2 separate regions of the Danio rerio genome follow, and region 1 is linked to region 2. The links are chromatin contacts, called in public Hi-C maps. All regions are on one chromosome and are shown on one strand. The core of a region is the stretch at or near the end of the contact, and the rest is flanking DNA. Distances in the headings are between cores, read along the strand shown.

Region 1 (3,592 bases), core at 1,077-3,576, 440 kb before region 2:
TCGGATAGTAATCATAACCACTCTGTTTGATGTATAAAAATATTTCCTAAAGATTTAGAATAAAGAATGCTGAATAAATACTTATTTTAAAATACAAATATGTTACATCATCTAACATTGAAAAACAATAAGAATGTTCATTTTAATTAAAAACTGCAGCCTATTGTCTTTTATTTGGCAAATAACAAACTGAACAAATTCAACTTTCCTCAGTCAGAATTTGGCCGTATGAATAAAAAAAAAACTAAAACATAATAATAAGATTAATAATAATAATAATAATTATAATAATAATAGTAATAATAATAATAATCAGTTTTTGTTTCAAAAATAAGGTCTAAGATTTAGAATAAAAGTCATTTGTAAAATGTTTTCTCTATTTTAAAAATAAAACAGTAGCGAAAGATGACTTAACTTTCAATGTTTTTATTTTTCATTTTTATTTTTTTATGATGACATAGCAGACAAAATAGAATAAATGAGTTCATGTATGGGCCACATTCTGGACCTTTGTCTGTGAGAGGATGGGTCTTTTGAAACACCCAAACACCCCCATGGCTTTGTGAAATGTTATAAATAAAAACATTTTTAAAGGATCATTGTTTTTGTTAAATTGATTATAAATCATGCATTTTTACTATAGTGGATCAATTTTAATCATATATTTAAAAAGGAGAGAGTATCCCTTTAATCTTTTAAAGTGCACTCCTTGAAAATAATTAGTTTGGCCCACATATTGTATTGAATAATAGGCTGACACAACTCTGATAAATATTAATAAGCAAATAAAATAATAATGATAACCTATGGATAAAAGGTCAACCAGGTGGTTATGATGCCTGTTTAAGGGTTAATAGGACATTTTACCCAAAAATGAAATTCTGTGATCAATTATTCACTCTTTTAATTTAAACCCATACCTCTATGAGTTTATTTCTTATATTGAACACAAAAGAAGATATTTTGAAAAATGTAAGCCTGTAACCATTGACTTCCATAATATTGTTTTTCCCCTATATTATGAAAGTCAGTGGTTACACATCTTCAGCTTTCTTCAAAATATCCTTTATTTTGTGAGTGTATTCAACAGAAGAAAGAAACTCACATAGGGTTGAACCACTTTAAGTAAATAGTAAGTTTCCATTTTGGGTCAACTATTTCCCTTTAAGGGTTATCTTTTGTTAGTCTTTTTTTAACTTTTAAAAACTTTTTTAATTGTATGTATTTGATAGTTATTAACAGTAGAGTATTATTATCAGTCTGGGGTCGCCACAGCAGAATGAACCGCCAATTTATCTAGCATATGTTTTATGCAGCAGATGCCCTTCCAACTGCAACCCATCACTGGAAACCTCCATACAATCTTACATTCACACACATACACTACAGACAGCTTAGCTTACCCAATTTCCCTATAGCGCATGTCTTTGGACTGTGGGGGAAACCGGAGCATCCGGAAGAAACCCACATGAACATGTGGAGAACATGCAAACTTCACACAGATATGCCAACTGATCTAGCCGAGGCTGAACCAGCGATCTTCCTGCTGTGAGGTGACAGTGCTACCCACTGTGCCACCGCACCACCCTTTAATAGGATAATTGTAATTATTTGATAGTAATTGACAGTAAAGTATAATCAATAAACAATCAAATAAACAAGTAGGCCTAAAATGTGTTTGGCCAGTTTGCTTTGCTTTCATGAAATATTACAAAACTGTTTAATAAATCATTGGTATCAATTGGTAATAAATCATTATCATTCATTCATTTTCTTTTCGGCTTAGTTCCTTTATTAATCAGGAGTTGCCGCAGCAGAATGAACTGCCAACTTATGCAGTATATGTGTTACACAGCGGATGCCCTTCCAGCTGCAACCCAGTACTAGGAAAAACCCATACACTCTCATTCACCCACATACACTACGTATAATTTAGCTAACCCGCTTCACCCATAGCAAGTCCTTGGGTGAAACCAGAGCAGCCAAAGGAAACCCACACAAACATAGGGAGAACATGCAAGCTCCACACCAAAATGCCAATTGACCCAGCCAAGGGTCAAATCAGCGACCTTCTTGCTGTGAGGCAACTAACCACTGTGCCATCCCTAACTTATTATAGTATCTTACAAACAAGTCTCATTAGACACTAACTAGATTTGACTAGATTTGTCAAAAGATTAAATAGTATTAAATCAATAACCCTGGTCTTTTCTGTGCAGACCACACAGAGCTGGGCTATACTACACCGTTACAGTACGGGGCGCTGTGGCGTTTCCCCCGCTTCACAGACGCAAAGCATTGTAGGTACAGGTTCCGTTCGCGCTAGCCTCCTGTAGCAATGGCGACGTCTTTGGGATCCAACACTTATAACAGGCAAAACTGGGAAGATTCGGTGAGTAGGAACATATTCATTGTTTATGTGGTTTAAGCAGTTTTACCTATTGCGTCTGTTGTTTGGCCGATCTTAGTAAACCTTTCTACTAGACTCCTATTCATCATTGTATTAGCTCACGGCTAACAATACCTTTTCATCATTTAAATCAATCTAATCTATTATTAAAATATGTGTATATGTTACCTATATTGCCACACACTTATAAGTGAATTTTAAATTAAGCGAACAACACTCCAGTTACTGTAAATTAACGGCGTTTTGTTGTAACGTTACAGACACAATCAATCGATCAGTTGAATGCTAAAATCTTATTAGGATAAGAAAAATGTGTATGATATTAAACAAAATATTTCTTTTAAATTTAAAGAAGTACACTTTAAAGTTACGAATCACGTGTATCCAACAACATATATTGGAGAGAGTTTTGTACTTTCGATTTTGAAGCAATTGAAAACTTGTTTTTCCAATGTAATTTGGTCACTTGCATACATTTTGGGACGAAGTGTTAGCTTGGATACAGCAGAAAATTTCTGTAAGACTTGTCTTCTCAGTGGAAATTATTAAGTTTGGCTTAATACTTAAGGATAAAAAGATATCTTATATAATAAATAATTTGTTTTTATGATTAAAATGTTGAATTTATAAATAAAAAAATAATCGAAATTTCCCCAAGACTAGTAACTTAGTGTTTAAAAAATAATTTGTGATTATTTGACTAACGTTACATGTAGTGAGATATAAAACACCGAAAAGCAAGAGATTTATTCATCATTCGAGGATTTCGGTTTCATATTTAAAAAAAAACTTCAACTCCCCTGCTACTTATTTTTCTTTATTATTTATTTTATTTATTTTTATTTAATGTATTATTATTATTATTAATGAGGATGGAAAGAAGGTGAATGTAAACTTATTGTTATCTTAGTCTTTTGTGTAATTTTATAAAGTACACTGTAAAATCCAAGAGTCAAGTTTATCAACTGAAATAAGTGTAGTGGACTCAAAATTGACAAAGTTAATTCTACTCATCTGAGAAAAGTTTTGAACTTGGTGTTGAAGGTAATGAGTTAAATACCTCATTACTGCAACTTAAATGGAGTAAGCTCACAGTACTTATTTATGTTATTTTTTTTAAACTCAAATGGTTTGTAGTGATCTGTTTCCTCAAATTGATTAAGTTGCCTTAATCTGTTGGTT
Region 2 (3,648 bases), core at 91-2,590:
AAATATTAAAAACTGTCAAGGATTTTTAAATTATGATGACTGTTAAACACATCATAACAGTCTCGTGAAAAGGATGTATTGGTTGTTTACAAGGATTCTCCATAGCTGTAATGGCTTTATAATGTCCAGACTGTTTTCTGCCCTACACCAACTTTACCCCTCAAAGGAAATTTTTCTTCATTTTTTTGTTAGGAAATCGGAGTAAACGCCACCTGCTATGAACTGGACACTGCTTTAGTCTTTTTTTTTTTTCTTAAATTTTAATAATTGTGATAAATTATTTGTAAAAATACATTGTTTCATTGTGAAATTTCTCCAACTTCATATCTATACTGCACAATAATCCTGCTGGAACTGTAATAGACCTGTCGGATTGTAACTTCTGTGGAAATAATTCCTCCATAAATTTTATTTCCTTCATAAAATTCATGCAGTTTTTCCTACAGAAAAATGAGCTGACAATCCTGTAGGAAATCTGCATAATTAATATCTTGTAAAAAATGGTCCACTGTGTGGAACCCAGCTTTTTTACAGTGCATAATTTGAGTGGGGGATTTTTTTTGTTGGACCCCATACAAAACATGATAGAATTTTTTTTATTTAATTAATCAAGAAACATAAATATATTTGTTGGGCCCCCCAGATTTCGAGATCCTCGAGGGCTGGTGTCCCTGCAGAGTTTTGTTCCAACACTAGTCAAACACACCTGAACAAACTAATCAGTGTCTTCAAGATCACTAGAAATCTATAAGCAGATGTGTTTGATTAGAGTTGGAGCTATACTGTGCAGGGCACCGGCCCTCCAGGACCAAGTTTGCCCTATTCTATGTGATCATGCACAGCTCTATGATGCCATCCAGTGTTTATCGAATAAAACTGCAGTGCATCAACGCTTGAAAAAAAATATAATTATATATATAAAAACAAGAAGCCCTTTGGAATCTCGTTGCTAGGGAAATCAATCATGAACACACTAAAATCATGCAATAACAAAATACTATTCTAATATAATACAATATAATATAAATGTAAGTTGACTACATATTTTGAAATATTTTAATTTGTAATTTCATAACAAACCATGTTTTTGTCGCCTCTTGAACTCAACATTATCATTAAAATATATTTTAGCACGTTAAAATCAAACTGCATCTTTGTTTTACTTTACTTGTCAACATCCGCAAAATTGACCTATTTTTGTGGCTCCTGTTTTTGGCCTGCCTCGCTGGCGTAAACAGCCTGAAGGCGTCAAGCAGACAGACGAACCAATCAGATCGCTCGTTTCAGGCGTAGCCAATGAGAGGAGCTCTTCTTATCGCGCCCTGAAACTCTCACGGCCGCCATGATGCTTGTTTGCTTTCAGTGAGAAAGAGCAGCGGATCAGAAACAAAGGAAACGCGCACTCGTCTTTGTGAACTGGTATGAGCTTACAGGTAAAACCAACACGCTTTTGAATCATTTTCAAAAGCATCTTGTGGCGTTTAAACAACGGAGCATGTTTCCCTTCCTGTTGCTATACGTCGCGGTTCATATTGGTGTAGTTTTGTGAATGTATAATCGCAGTTAGCCAGTTAGCCAACATGCTAATTTGCTCAATCTGAATAGAGGAAATGATGGATCGATATGAATGTGATTATTTCGTTTCAACGATCTACTCGTGCGTACGTGTTTTAAAAACTAAGATAAAATTATCAATCATGCGATTTTCTGTTAAGATGTGTTGTTGATTATATAAGCAGCCTGCTGTGTCCGTAGGGAAGCTACATAAGCTAACACAAAAATCCAATTTAAATACACAAACACAATAAAACTTGTTTATGGTTTACTTTGATGTTCCATGAAATGAACACAGCACTAATGCACATCCAAGTAAACCAGTGTACATGTATGAAAGGCCTCTCTTATAATCGCTCACATTGTAGGGGTCCAATCAAACTAATTCACTTCAGCAAATGTGCGACAATGCCATTTTACAATGCCAAGCCACTCAGTTTTCTAATTAACGTTACGTGCACTTAATTGACTTGTTACGGCGTCTTGCAGCCAGGTTGCATTTATCAGCATGGATTTAACTCGCACAGCTAGCAGTCCTGCCTCTGTAACGTGGCTCTGGGAAATAAACACGAGGTGGTAGTGGTGTTTTTGTTTGGGTTGCGTTGCACAGCAATGATGAAAGACCAAAAACGACTCGCAACTTGCCTGTGGGTTTACTGATTAGTTAGCGATTAACGCTGCAGTTATGTAATGGAAATATACTGGCACGGCGTGTTTATTCGGAATGCTCTCAGCTGCACCTTTTGTTTTTGGGGATTTGTAACACGAGTCGGCTTTCTGTACCACGCCTCGTTAGTTTTTCATACTCACAATTGGTTTTAAATCCATATTCTCATAAGAATCACCCCTAAAATGCCAACTCCTCGCGCATTGCCTTGCTGACGTTAGTTGCTAATTTCTGACACGACTCAGCAGCGAGCTGTCATCTTATGTCCTGTTTTTAAAATGAATGCTAACAAGCAAAAATAGCCGTTTTAATCTTGTTTTTTGAGTGCTTTTATGCAAATTTAAGCATCGGGGTGACGTTGAGTGGCGTGTGTGTCTGTTATCCACGTAATGGAAAAATCCCTTCAGCTATTGATCCTGGAATTGCTTTTGTGCCTTTCTGCTCCTTTTACACGCTAAGGCCCTTTAAAGTCATTTTTACTAATCATCTCACCTGTTCTTTACACACTTACACCCACTCTTTCATGAACAGCCCGTGTTTGACGTTCATCCCATATGCTGTGCATTTCCCCATAACCATGCTGTGGAGTGAAAGTGATCTATGTTTTGTGTTTCAGTATTACAGGGATGCCCAAGGAAAAATATGATCCGCCTGACCCAAGGCGGATGTACACGATAATGTCCAGCGAGGAGGCGGCCAATGGAAAGAAGTCAACTTGGGCAGAGCTGGAGATTGTTGGTAAAGTTTGGGGGTTCTTTTTGGTGGGCCTGGTTTACTTTCTTCAAAAAAAGTTTTTTAAAGTGGATTTTGTTTTGGTTGTAGCTAATGTTGCATCTTTTTTGAAATCTTATACATTTAACCACCTTTTTATTGTATTTTTTTTTTTTTTAATTTTGGCTTTAGACTTCTGGTCTCATTCACTTCCATTTATTTTTAGATGTTAAAAACGGCTTGCAGAGTTGCTTGACGTTGCAAACTGATGTTTTCTTATTCTATTATTCTGCTTTGTCTGTATAGAAATGAATACTTGTTTGTAGAGCAAGTAGTTTGACCATTCTTTGTTGTTTATTATTCCTAGTCATTTTTCCCATAGGCGACTTAATTGGAAGTTTTAAAACAATCGCAAAAATGAGCACATTGAAAAATAAGTTAAATAAATGCTGCCTTTCAAATTAATGTTTAAGATTTCTTCATTGACTGCAGGAAATGCATTTCTATTGATGAATGTATCTATAATATTGCTTGGGGCATTTTTTTAAATGTTAAAATCAGGTATGTCAGTTTTAGGCTTGGGTCGGTATCGTGGAATTGTTAATACTTCTCTAAAATAAATTATTTTTTAATGTCTGAAAAGAAAAAAAACACCTTTTTTTCCCATTTAATGCAATTTCGTTATTTTAAGAAACATTTATAAAATTTTCTGTGTG

The links. A called contact is a pair of places that touch in the nucleus more often than the background predicts.
Region 1: a contact with region 2 is called in a Hi-C map of hematopoietic stem cells, with 3 times the contacts expected there. The contact joins the promoter of rbm22 here to the promoter of cnot6a in region 2. A contact is called at or near these places in 2 of 18 Hi-C or Micro-C datasets (caudal fin and hematopoietic stem cells) and 1 of 4 datasets of contacts at active chromatin or transcription factors (embryo).

What each region holds. Positions count from the first base shown.
Region 1 is chr21:35,910,262-35,913,853 of GRCz12tu, reverse strand. rbm22 (RNA binding motif protein 22) reads left to right here and starts at 2,326. Exons shown (of 11, transcript NM_213214.1): 1 at 2,326-2,392. The coding sequence starts at 2,339.
Region 2 is chr21:35,464,271-35,467,918 of GRCz12tu, reverse strand. It overlaps cnot6a (CCR4-NOT transcription complex, subunit 6a), which reads left to right and starts at 1,340. Exons shown (of 12, transcript NM_212660.2): 1 at 1,340-1,433; 2 at 2,838-2,959. The coding sequence starts at 2,848. The region is part of intron 2 of LOC141380027 (a long non-coding RNA gene); the gene reads left to right.